2 separate regions of the Gossypium hirsutum genome follow, and region 2 is linked to region 1. The links are chromatin contacts, called in public Hi-C maps. All regions are on one chromosome and are shown on one strand. Each heading gives the region's core, a stretch centred on a gene start, on an enhancer-like site or on the middle of the called end of the contact. The rest is flanking DNA. Distances are from core to core; before and after follow the strand shown.

Region 1 (5,806 bases), core at 1,886-4,385:
ACCGATAAATCTAAAAACACAACAAAAGCCTTACCTGCCCCAACAACTGTGTGAATCTCATCAATGAAGAGGATAATTTGGCCTTCTGAATCAGTGACTTCCCGAAGTACAGCCTTCAGTCTGTCTTCAAACTCTCCTCGATATTTAGCCCCAGCTATGAGTGCACCCATGTCGAGTGAGATAAGCTGTAGAAAGAAACTGGTTTATTAGCATCAGCAACATTGTGATTCGAACACCCACCCCCACCCCCAACCCGGGTTTTCTTCCTGGAAAGAAAGGGCTAGATAAGTTCACCTTACGGTTCATCAAAGCCTGAGGGACATCCCCTTGAACGATTCTTTGGGCAAGCCTGTTAAAAGAAATAGAATGATAATGTAGATAATGTAGAAATTAAGCTAACACTAACTGCAAAATGCTAATTTCTACAAATTGACTTATGTTGAGACTTTTTTTTAAGGACCAATGTCTTAACATCGGTATCCGATGCATAGCTAGATACAGATTTGGGAATATGATCTCTAAAGACTCCGAATACATAGACATCTCTTAAAATTTTGAACATATCCATGTCAGACACAAACCCAAGTCCAAGTCCAAGTAACATAGCATATACTGAAAGTTCATGGTCTTGTTTCATTGCAAGGCCATTTACAACTATGAAGCTGAAACTTAAGTGCTTACCCTTCAGAAATTGCAGTTTTACCGACACCCGGTTCACCAATGAGCACAGGGTTGTTCTTTGTTCTCCTAGAAAGGATTTGAATGCACCTACGTATTTCATCATCTCTTCCAATAACTGGATCAAGCTTTCCTTCTCTCGCCATTGCTGTTAGATCTTTCCCATACTTCTCCAACGCTTCATACTTTCCTTCGGGGTCTATATTCGAAGTCGAAATGTCAGGAAAACAGAAAACATGCAGATAAACCCCAAGAATAAATGAGCAACCAAAAACACCAAAGCCTCAAGAAGCAACGTTATGACATTGAGAATTGAATCAATCCCATAATCCACTAAAAGGCACTGATATACGAGGATAAACAAAAAGGTCATACCAGTCATCCATGTGGGTAAAAAGAATATGATTCAGACTCAACAAATCAAAAATGTTGAGACATTTTTGCACGAGACAAACGCATATGGTTTGGTTAATAGGATGTAAAGAAAGGGGAAATTCTGTAACCTTGGTCGGTAACTGACTGACGTCCCCTAATAGATTCTATTGCGGATTTCAAGGCTTGGTTGGATATCTGGAAATCCTTGAACAACTGCTTCCCAAAACGCCGATCTTGTGTAAATCCAAGAACCAAATGCTCGACAGAAACAAACGAATCCCCGTACTCCTTTTTGTACTCTCTTGCTCGCTGCATCAGTGCTTCCAAATCACGTCCTAACATTGAACCAGCAGATTCACCCAAAACCTAGTAAAGCAGAGAAGAGATATTATCAAAAAAACAGCACTACCTAATCCACAGATGAAACTAGGAAAACGGTGAGACATAGAGGCAAGCAATGTAGTAAAGTTCAAGTACCAATTGGTTAAGGTTTGATACAAACATATGTGAGAGGAGTTACCTTCGGCTGGCGTTGGATGAACTTATCAGTCGCTTCGAGAAGGCGAGTATTGTCAACTCCGACTTTCAAAAATATTCGCCGAGCAAGACCATTCTTCTGCTCCAATAGAGCTTTCATCAAGTGTTCAGTCTCCACTATTTGATGCTTATTCTCTTTAGCCACATCTGGTGAAGAAACAATGGCTTGCCAGGCCATTTCAGTGAAGTCCTGTTGTGTAATCTGTCATAACATCCCAACCCCAACTCAGCAAAAAGAATTCACAAAGACAATTACATAATAAAGCAAGCTACTTCACACTAAGTTGACTAAGCCATATTCAAATATGGATACGAGGATATAATCAAGAAATCTCAAAACACATGAAAATATAAGAAAACTATTGAACATTCTTTAGGGGGATCGGCTCTCTTTCTGTAGAAGTCTTTGAAGTGCTGTCTGTGAACCCTCAAATAATGAAGGTATTATGCCCGGGTGTCTATACTTGGTTTTAGCTCCGGATTTGTCTCTTTACTCCGAGAAAAGCACAAAAGGATTCAAGTCGTTTGGCAGGAGCATTAATCCACGAAGGAAATGTTTAACCTTTAGTCTTGGTGGGTTTCGAACCCCACCAAGGCCAAATGTTAAACATTTCTTTGGTGTACTAGACGCACTCCATGAATCCGTATGGCTCTCCTCGGAATAAGGAGACAAAACCTGGGGTTAAAACCGAGCACAGACATTCTGGGCACAATTTCTCCAGTGTTTGAGGATCTGATCCGGTGCTCGATGGACGACAATACTTCTCCCGAAAGAGGGCAGACCCCTCAACAAACATACTCGTATCCAACAATTACACACGAGTACTAGCATCTCTACATACAACATTCGCACTGAACCAATGAAAATCACTGAAGAAGCAACTCGAAATCAATACAGATTCGGTCTCTTTAACACTAATTAAACTAGAATTATTAAAACAAATCATGTTTCTCTACTTAAAAAGAAATATATCGAGACGATGCATATGGAAATAAAATAAAATAAAAAACTATCGGCTACTAACAAGCTAACCTTCCCAGTTGAAGCTTCACAACGAACAACGAAAGGCCTTGAAGAAGTCCTTGAAAACCTCTCAAAAACCCCATTTTTCCTTAACTGAAGTGGTTTAAAGGATTTCAATGAATTGGGTTTTGAAGGAAAGCTCAAAGAAAGGCGTGGGTGAGTTAAAAGGAGATTGTTTATATTAGAAACAGAACGTGTAGCACAAAAACTGAAACCATTAACAGACGCCATTGAAGTAGTAGAAGAAGAAGCCGCCATTGTTGGACTGATTTAAGTTCAGATTTCAAAAAGATGAAATAAGTTCAAATGAATTTAACAAAAATAATCGATTGGCTTTGCGTGGAGTAAGGGGGAAAAAATGAACTTGTAGAGTTCTAGTTGCTGTCTCTCGGCTTTTCTCGAAATCCCTCGGTTTTGTTTGGTTTTCCTCTGCGTTTTCTGTAGTTTGGGGATGTCGTTTTAAGGAATGAAAGTTCTGGTCGGACATATATAAGGTTTAAGTGGAGAGAATATCGGTAATCATCTATGTTCTTACACGTGGCTCTTATTTTGTGGATATGATGGAAATATAATAATAATTATTTTTTAAAATATTATGGATAATTTTTACGGATTTAATTTCTTTACTATTCAGATTTCAAAATTCAAATCTAGTTATTAAATTTGTTACTGTGACATTTAAAAAAAACTACTTACTTGCTATGTAAAAAAAGATACTGTTAAACTTAAATTTTAAAATCTAAAAAAAAATAAGAAACTAAATTTTTAATTTTCAAAAAATACAAAAATTATATACATATTTTAACCTATTATATAATGCACATAAATAATTATTTTATTTTTCTTAATTTAAAATTAAAATATACCTTAAATATTATTACATTTATTCAACTATCTTTATAAATAAACTTAATAAAAACTTTATATGAAATTCTTTATAAAACAAAATCAATGGGCAATTTAACAATAAAAGTCCTTTTTTTCAAAAATTACCGAAATGGGCCCATTATTTAATTATTTACTAGAATGGTCTTTTTTCCGCGAAATCGTGTCCACGTCAGCGCGATGTCAAGGTACGCGCCAGGAAATCGCGTCCACGTCAGCGCGAGTTGCTGACGTGGCAGCAAATCGCGCCCTTGACGTGATTTCCTGGCGCGTACCCTGACATCGCGCTGACGTGGACGCGATTTCGCGGTTTTTCCCATATTAGTTTTTTTGGCTTTTAGGGTTTAGGGTTCAGGCTTTTTAGGGTTTTTAGGTCCTGGAAGAAATAATTTTGAGTTGATTTTTCTGATAAAATAGTATAAAATCGCTTCTAGCAGGATGCTATTTGAGAAGAATTTGTGAAATCGCGCCCTCATGGACGCGCTTTTGCTACAGTAGATCACGGAAGAAATAATTATTTTTTGACGTTTCTGAGCAAATAGTATAAAATCGCTTCTAGCAGGATGCTATTTGAGAAGAATTTTTGAAATCGCGGCCTCGTCAGTGCGCTTTTGCTACAGTAGGTCATGTAAGAAATAATTTTTTTGATGTTTCTGAGCAAATAATATAAAATCGCTTCTAGCAGGATGCTATTTGAGAAGAATTTGTGAAATCGTGCCCTCGTAGACGCACTTTTGCTACAGTAGCATGATTGGGCTAAGGCTATAAGCTAGGCAGAAAATGTTCTCAGAATGCATAAAGTCACAGCAGAAACAATTTAGAGAGACTAAGAAGGTTAGAGTTTCAAATATGAGTGAACGTATTAGTGCTGTTATTTACTACGATGGTGAGGTTTGCCACACCGAGAATGGTGTTGTTTTTTTGTCAGAGAATACGGTGCGACTAGTTTTTAACCAGAACATAGATTTGACAGAACTTCGTAAAAGGATTAGGCGTACAATTTTTGGAACGACGCCAATGAAAAGTTCTGCCTATCACGTATCGATTTTGTTCTTCTGTTGATTCGGTGACATAAGACTCGTTCGACATAAAAGGTGCTCGTAGCTTGGAGGCAATGGTGCAGGCTCATCTTGCTAGTGGAGCATCTTATATTGAGTTATATATACAATTTACATCGCCAACTGATGTACCAGCAACCGGTGTTCGAGATGTATACACCACCCCTAGCCGACACTCGGTCAACAGGTTACAAAATACGGAACAGCCCATGTTCGGTAGCGGTGTCGAATGCATATCCCCTGCAAGACACTCTGTCGGTGGATGGGACATGTACGTCGGTGGCTCGATGTTTGATGCTGGAAATACGTACTGAGGAGCGGCATCAAGTTCTAGCGGGTGGCAATCTACATCCAATTGGGGACGTTATCAAATGCCCAGAAGAATGGATGATGTACTCCTTACGACGTCAACCGGTGAGGGGACCTCGTACACTACAGATAATTGTGGGTTAGAAGATGACTCCGATGTGGATCCACCTCGAGAGCCCAGACCGGATGGTGCAGAAGTTGGCTTATTTTCTGAACCGGAGCCTATTCCAACAGAAGCTGAAGATGCTGACAGGAGTTCAGATGAGGAAGAAAATCCACGATTCAGAGCATACTCACCTCCAACCCACATGCATATTGTCGATCTGTCTGCAGATGATGCGTTAGAGTTTCCAGATCTACCACACCGGTTGCGTGATCGTACCAGTCAAATTATATAAAATTATTAATTGTTAGTACCAATCAAAACATTTTTCCAAATCTAATATTATGTGAATGTAAAATTATTAAGTCAAAAAATTGTATTAATGGTTAGTAAAATTATCAAATTATGTAAAATTATTATTTGTTAGTACCAGTCAAAACATTTTTCTAAATCTAACATTACGTTAAGGTTAGGGTTTTTAAGTTAAGGGTTTAGAGTTTTTAACTAAATTAGGTTAGGGTTAGGGTTTTTAATTAAATTAGGTTAAGGTTAGGGTTTTTAAGTTAAGAGTTTAGGGTTAAATTAGGTTAAGGTTAGGGTTTTTAAGTTAAGAGTTTAGGGTTTTTAATTAAATTAGGTTAAGGTTAGGGTTTTTAAGTTAAGGGTTTAGGGTTTTAATTAAATTAGGTTAATGTTAGGGTTTTTAAGTTAAGAGTTTAGGGTTTTTAATTAAATTAGGTTAGGGTTTTTAATTAAATTAGGTTAAGGTTAGGGTTTTTAAGTTAAGGGTTTAGGATTTTTAATTAAATTAGGTTATGGTTTTTAATTAAATTTGGT
Region 2 (5,806 bases), core at 2,023-4,522, 200 kb before region 1:
CATAATTTCAATATTCACTAACATGTATATTCAAAGCTGTTTATCCGAGTCAGAGTCACTAAATTATTTTTATCCGGAGCTACAGAGCTCCAAATTAAGATCCGTTAATTTTCCCTGAAACTAGACTCACATATCTTTATACTATAAAATTTTCATAATTTTTGGTTCAGCCAAATAGTACAGTTTATTCTTTAAAGTTTCCCCTGTTTCGCTGTCTGACAGTTCCGACCACTCTTCACTAAAAATTAATTATCTCATTGTACAGAATTCGGATGATGTTTTAGCTTGCTTCTTCTAAAAATAGACTCATTAAGGATTCTAACCATATAAACTATAACTCATAATCATTTCTGTACAATTTTTAATGATTTTCCAAAGTCAGAACAGGGGAACCCGAATTCATTCTGACCTTGTCTCACAAAATCTATTATATCTCATGATTTACAATTCCATTGCTCACATCATTTCTTTTATAAGAAACTAGACTCAATAAGCTTTAATTTCATATTTTATTCATCCTCTAATTCAATCTCTACAATTTTTGGTGATTTTTCAAAGTTACACTACTGCTGCTGTCCAAAACTGCTTTAGTGCAAAATGTTGATTTCCATTTTGCCCCAAATTTCACAGTTTATACAATTCGGTCCTTTCTCAATTAACCCCTCAATTAATCTAATTTTCTCAATTAGTACTTTACTAGACATTATAAGTTGTTACACAACTATTGAAATTCAGAATTGCCACATATAACTCTATCTTCAAACTCTTTTACTATTAGGTCCCAAACATTCACTTTCTATTCAATTCTTTCAATAAAATCAGCATATGAACAATTTAAAGCTCTAATTTCATGCTAAATCATCATATACTTCCAGCACATATTCATATAAACTTTCAACTTCTTTCATAAAATCAAAAACTAATGAATTTAACAAGTGGGCCTAGTTGTAAAAGTCATAAAAATACAAAAATTTCAAGAAATAGTCAAGAATTGAACTTACTTGTAATAAAAATATGAAGAACCAGCTTGAAGAAGCCCTTCCATGGTGTTTTAGCTGATGAGAATTCAGAAAAATGAAGAGAAATCTAGATAATTCCACTTGGGTCCTAACTTTATTAAGCAAATTTTGCAATTTTCCAATTTTGCCCTTAATTCTCCTTACTTTCTTGCTGATTTCATGCCTCTGCCGTCCAGCCCAAATAGACCTTGGGTCTATTTGCTTTTAAGCCCTCTTCCTTTTATCATTTAAGCTATTTAATCATTTCCCAAAATTTTGCATTTGTTACAATTTAGTCCTTTTTGTTCAATTAATTATCGGAACTTTAAAATTTCTTAACGAAACTTTAATACTAACTTTTTAACACTCCATAAATATTTATAAAAATATTTATGGCTCAGTTTAAAATCCCCGAGGTCTTGATACCTCATTTCGATTCTAATTATTTTAATATTTATTTCTAGTGCACTATTCACTATTTCAAAAATTTTCCTAACTTCATATTTAACTTATACTTGCTAAATTAATAATATTTTCTACCCATTTGTCGAATTTAGTGATCTCGAATCACCGTTCCGACACCTCTGAAAATTCAAGCCATTACATTTTTTTTTTTCGTCGGATTTGTGGTCCCGAAACCACTGTTCCGACTAAGCCTAAAATCGGGCTATTACAGAAAACCTACCAAATTAAAGTTTTCTTACAAGTGGCTTGAAGGGAAGCATTCTAAGGCTAATCTTGAAGCCCAACCTGTGGATGCACGGCTTATACCAGTTGGCACTGAAATTGATGCTCTTGGGCAACTGTCAACCATTGAACAAAGGATGCTACAACATTTGGATGTTGAAATTGCCTCTCACGAACGCATCATTCCACAACTTCAAGCCAACGTACATGGTGCTAAGCCTTGATGAATGATCTGCTAGCCAAGCAACTCTAACAACACTTTGGCAAACTTATTGAACAAACAGAGGGAGTAGGCACTGTTATTTCTTTAATGATTTTCAATTTTCAATTCTTTTTGAAGACGTAGTGTTGGAACTTTGAACTCAATTTTATATAGGTTGGTTGTTATATTTTTGAATCCTTTTTCTATTATGCTCGCTTATATATAATTTCTAGTATTTTGATCATCCTCTTTTATGAAATTAATGATTAATTTGTTTGATTATGTCCGTAGTTAAGTATGATTAATTAAGGGGAAGTTACTTAGGCAAGCATTTATATCTCTTGTTGAATATGTTTTCATTTTATGGTTTTGTTCAAAAAATTGCCAAAATTAGAGATTGTTGAGGTAATTTTTGAGCAGTTTTTACAGGTTCATAGTATTGCTCAGCTTAGAAACTTTTCATGTTTAAGTTGACAAATTTTGACAACAAAAATTATTTGGCTTTGAATCTTTTCGGTACTTTGGATGTCTATAAGCACATTTATGATATCCAAGTTGGTTATAACAACATATCCTAAAGATTGGTTTGGATTGGATAAACACAATCAACTTCCCAAGTTTGGTGGGATTGGAATCGGGTAAAACTTGGAAGCATATATTGGAGATTCAAGATTCATCCCAAGCACATTGGAGATATTTTTTGTGCTTGTTATCTTGCTAGTTTTAGTGGAAGATTGGTTGTAATTGATATCATATATTAGCAAGTCTCACTTCTTTATAAATTGAGGAGACTTGTAGTTATACTGATATGAGAACACTTATTATTGTTCATGGAGGAACATTTCTCGTGAGTTCGTTAAGTACAAAATCAAATGAGTTACTTGGTTATTTGCCATAAGTTTGTATGGGGAAAACTTAGAAGAGAGTTATTTAGATATTAGGTACAAAAGTGAGGAGTTTAATTTAGTGAGTGTCAGAAGTTGTAATCATTTGTATGTATTTTTAAGATAGTAGATTATCTTTCTAGACAACGCCTTTTTTATTTAGAAAAATTGAACTTTGTGAATATTTACTTTTCTACTTTGTTCATTCTTAATTTTAAAAGTAGTTAACCTTAGTCCCAAACACTACTTCAAACACTACGCAAGTTTGCTTTCAAATATAAATTTAATTTATTTTAATTTTAATAATAAATTAAAATTTAAGTAATTCTTAATATTTTATTAAAAGTATATTAATATTTTGATAATTTTTTTTGAAATAATAGTACAAAATATTAATATTTTAATAATATAAATATTATCCTTAGCTTTGTTTCCAAATAATAAAATACAAATTAAAATTCAAGTAGATATTAAATTAATTTTGGTAGTAAAAAAAATCTGAAAATATTTGTAAGTATACTTGCGATAAAAGAAAGAAAGAGGAGAGTTTACGAGATTCCAAAGAAACAAAGAAGTTGAACGTGGCAGTATCATAGTGAATCAACAAGCCGATCAACGGCCACAAAGACTTGGAGAAAAACAGAACCAAGTTCAAGACCAACTCAATCAGCCTTTTCCTACAATCTTCATGAAACCTATTTCTCAATCTTCATTTATCTGTTTTCCTCCATAGTTTTCTTCAAAGCCTAATTATTCTTCTCTCTCCGGAATATAAAGAGAACCCTATTTGTTTCTCAGGAAAATAAAGGAGGGAAAAAACCAAGTTTTTATCCCCTTTTTTGTCTTCGAAACTATGGCTACGCAAAAACCCCAAAGAGCCCCAGAAGAAATAGAAGATATGATCCTAAGGAAGATCTTCCTTGTAACCCTTAAAGAGAACCCAGAGAACCCATCATCATCTTCTTCTGATCCAAGGGTTGTTTACCTAGAGATGACCGCAGCTGAGATCTTAAGTGAAGGCAAAAGTCTTTTACTTTCACGTGATCTAATGGAAAGGGTTTTAATTGATCGTCTGTCTGGTGAATTCCCTAATTCAGAACCCCCTTTTAATTATCTCATTGGTTGTTATAAGCGAGCTCATGAAGAAATCAAGAAGATTTCCAACATGAAAGACAAGACGCTGCGTTCTGGGATGGAATCTGCTGCTAAACAGGCTAAGAAGTTGGCTGTTTCATATGCTAGGATTCATCTGGGAAATCCTGATTTGTTTTCTAATGGGAATTTAAAAGATAGTAACCCCAAAGCCGGTTCTTCTTTGTCTTCCAGTTCCCCTTTGTTTCCCTTAGTTTTTGCTGAAGTTTCAAGTGGAGTAATGCTTGATGGGTTTGGAGGGAATGATTTTGGAAGTCGGGTGGATTGTCCACCTGGGTTTTTGGAAGACTTCTTTAAGGATTCAGATTTTGATACTTTGGACCCTATCTTAAAAGGTTTGTATGAGGATTTAAGAGGGAGTGTTTTGAAAGTTTCAGCTTTGGGAAATTTTCAGCAACCTTTGAGGGCTTTGTTGTATTTGGTTAAGTTCCCTGTTGGTGCTAAAAGCTTGGTTAATCATCCATGGTGGATTCCTAAAGGAGTTTACTTGAATGGACGTGTCATCGAAATGACTAGCATTTTGGGCCCCTTTTTCCATGTTAGTGCTCTGCCTGATCATACCATTTTCAAGAGCCAGCCTGATGTTGGGTGAGTTTGGATGTTGATTTTTGCGTTAGCTTGTTGTGTTAATTGAGAACGAGTATTACCTCATTATGTTTATATACATGACTATTATTTTTAATCTGGTTCTATATAAGTTGTTGGAAACATAGCTGGCATTGTAGAATGCACTTTTGCTTTGCACATTGGGTTGAATGATTGAACTCTTTGGGTGTCAAATGAATGTTTAGTAAGTACATTTTACTAGGGTAACTGATCTTAGGCCAGTTAGTATTAGGAAGCATTTATATCAGGGTTTCTCATTTGAGCAAGCATTGAGGCCAGTGCATTGGTTGATACTTGTATAAGGGAAGACATGTTCAGTTTTTTGAACTGAATGACATCTCAAAACCAATGGTTTAATTACCTTGTCTGGCCTCTTGGTGCAGTTGCTTAATAATGATCTACTGGTGGGATAGTTGGTTAGCAATGGCAGTCAATTGCAGCTTTTTGTTGTTTTGATGATGTCAACTATTGGAATCTTTGTCGAGGGTGAACTCTTAATTATGTTGCTTGTTGGCTGTTATTGTTGTAGCAGTCTTGATTGCTCCTCTCAAGTTTTTTGAGTGAATGGGGAGATTGAGTAACTGTTTTCTCATTGGAGCTGCCTTCCTAAATTTGGATTGATACTTGGCATTTGTTGAGTTTCATATTTTTTGTTCACTGGAATAAAGTTGAATAGTTTGTACTAATTCGACTTGTTTATACATCCATGTAATTTACTATTCGACTCGTGGTTAGCATTGTGTAAATTTTATTTTTTTATTGTTTAAACTAGTAAGAAAATCTTCACTTTTTGCATTTGAGAGAGACTCTATGAAGTGCTTGAGTGTGTTCCATATAATGATGTTTGATGCTGATCTTTATTTGTTTGGAAGCTTCTTTTTATCAGTGTGTTTTACAGGTCCTTTGGAAATTTAAACTGTTATAGAAAATCCATGCCATTGTGTTTGTTTGATAGTATAGATTTTCTTGCCTGAAATTGTTTTAATGTAATTATCAACATTTATGACTTTTTTTTCTATTAGCTTTGTCTAGTAATAAATTTTCTCTCAAAATTATAGCCAGCAGTGCTTCTCAGATGCATCAACTAGACGAGCAGCTGACTTGTTATCTTCATTCACCACAATAAAGACTCTCATGAATACTTTATATGATGGTCTGGCTGAAGTTCTTCTTTGTCTCCTTAAAAACACTGAGACTCGTGACAGTGTCCTCGAGTATCTTGCAGAAGTCATCAATAAAAATGCATCAAGGGCCCATATACAGGTTTCCCTCCTAAA

What was found. A called contact is a pair of places that touch in the nucleus more often than the background predicts.
Region 2: a Hi-C map of leaf shows a contact between it and region 1, with 2.2 times the contacts expected there. The contact joins the promoter of LOC121221099 here to the promoter of LOC121221093 in region 1. A contact is called at or near these places in 2 of 34 Hi-C or Micro-C datasets (leaf and petal).

Annotation. Positions count from the first base shown.
Region 1 is chrD09:2,617,846-2,623,651 of Gossypium_hirsutum_v2.1, reverse strand. It overlaps LOC121221093 (chaperone protein ClpB3, chloroplastic), which reads right to left and starts at 3,135. Exons shown (of 10, transcript XM_041101567.1): 1 at 2,624-3,135; 2 at 1,574-1,792; 3 at 1,182-1,419; 4 at 682-877; 5 at 295-349; 6 at 35-185. The coding sequence starts at 2,872.
Region 2 is chrD09:2,815,573-2,821,378 of Gossypium_hirsutum_v2.1, reverse strand. It overlaps LOC121221099 (probable ubiquitin conjugation factor E4), which reads left to right and starts at 3,272. Exons shown (of 16, transcript XM_041101576.1): 1 at 3,272-4,511; 2 at 5,588-5,792. The coding sequence starts at 3,625.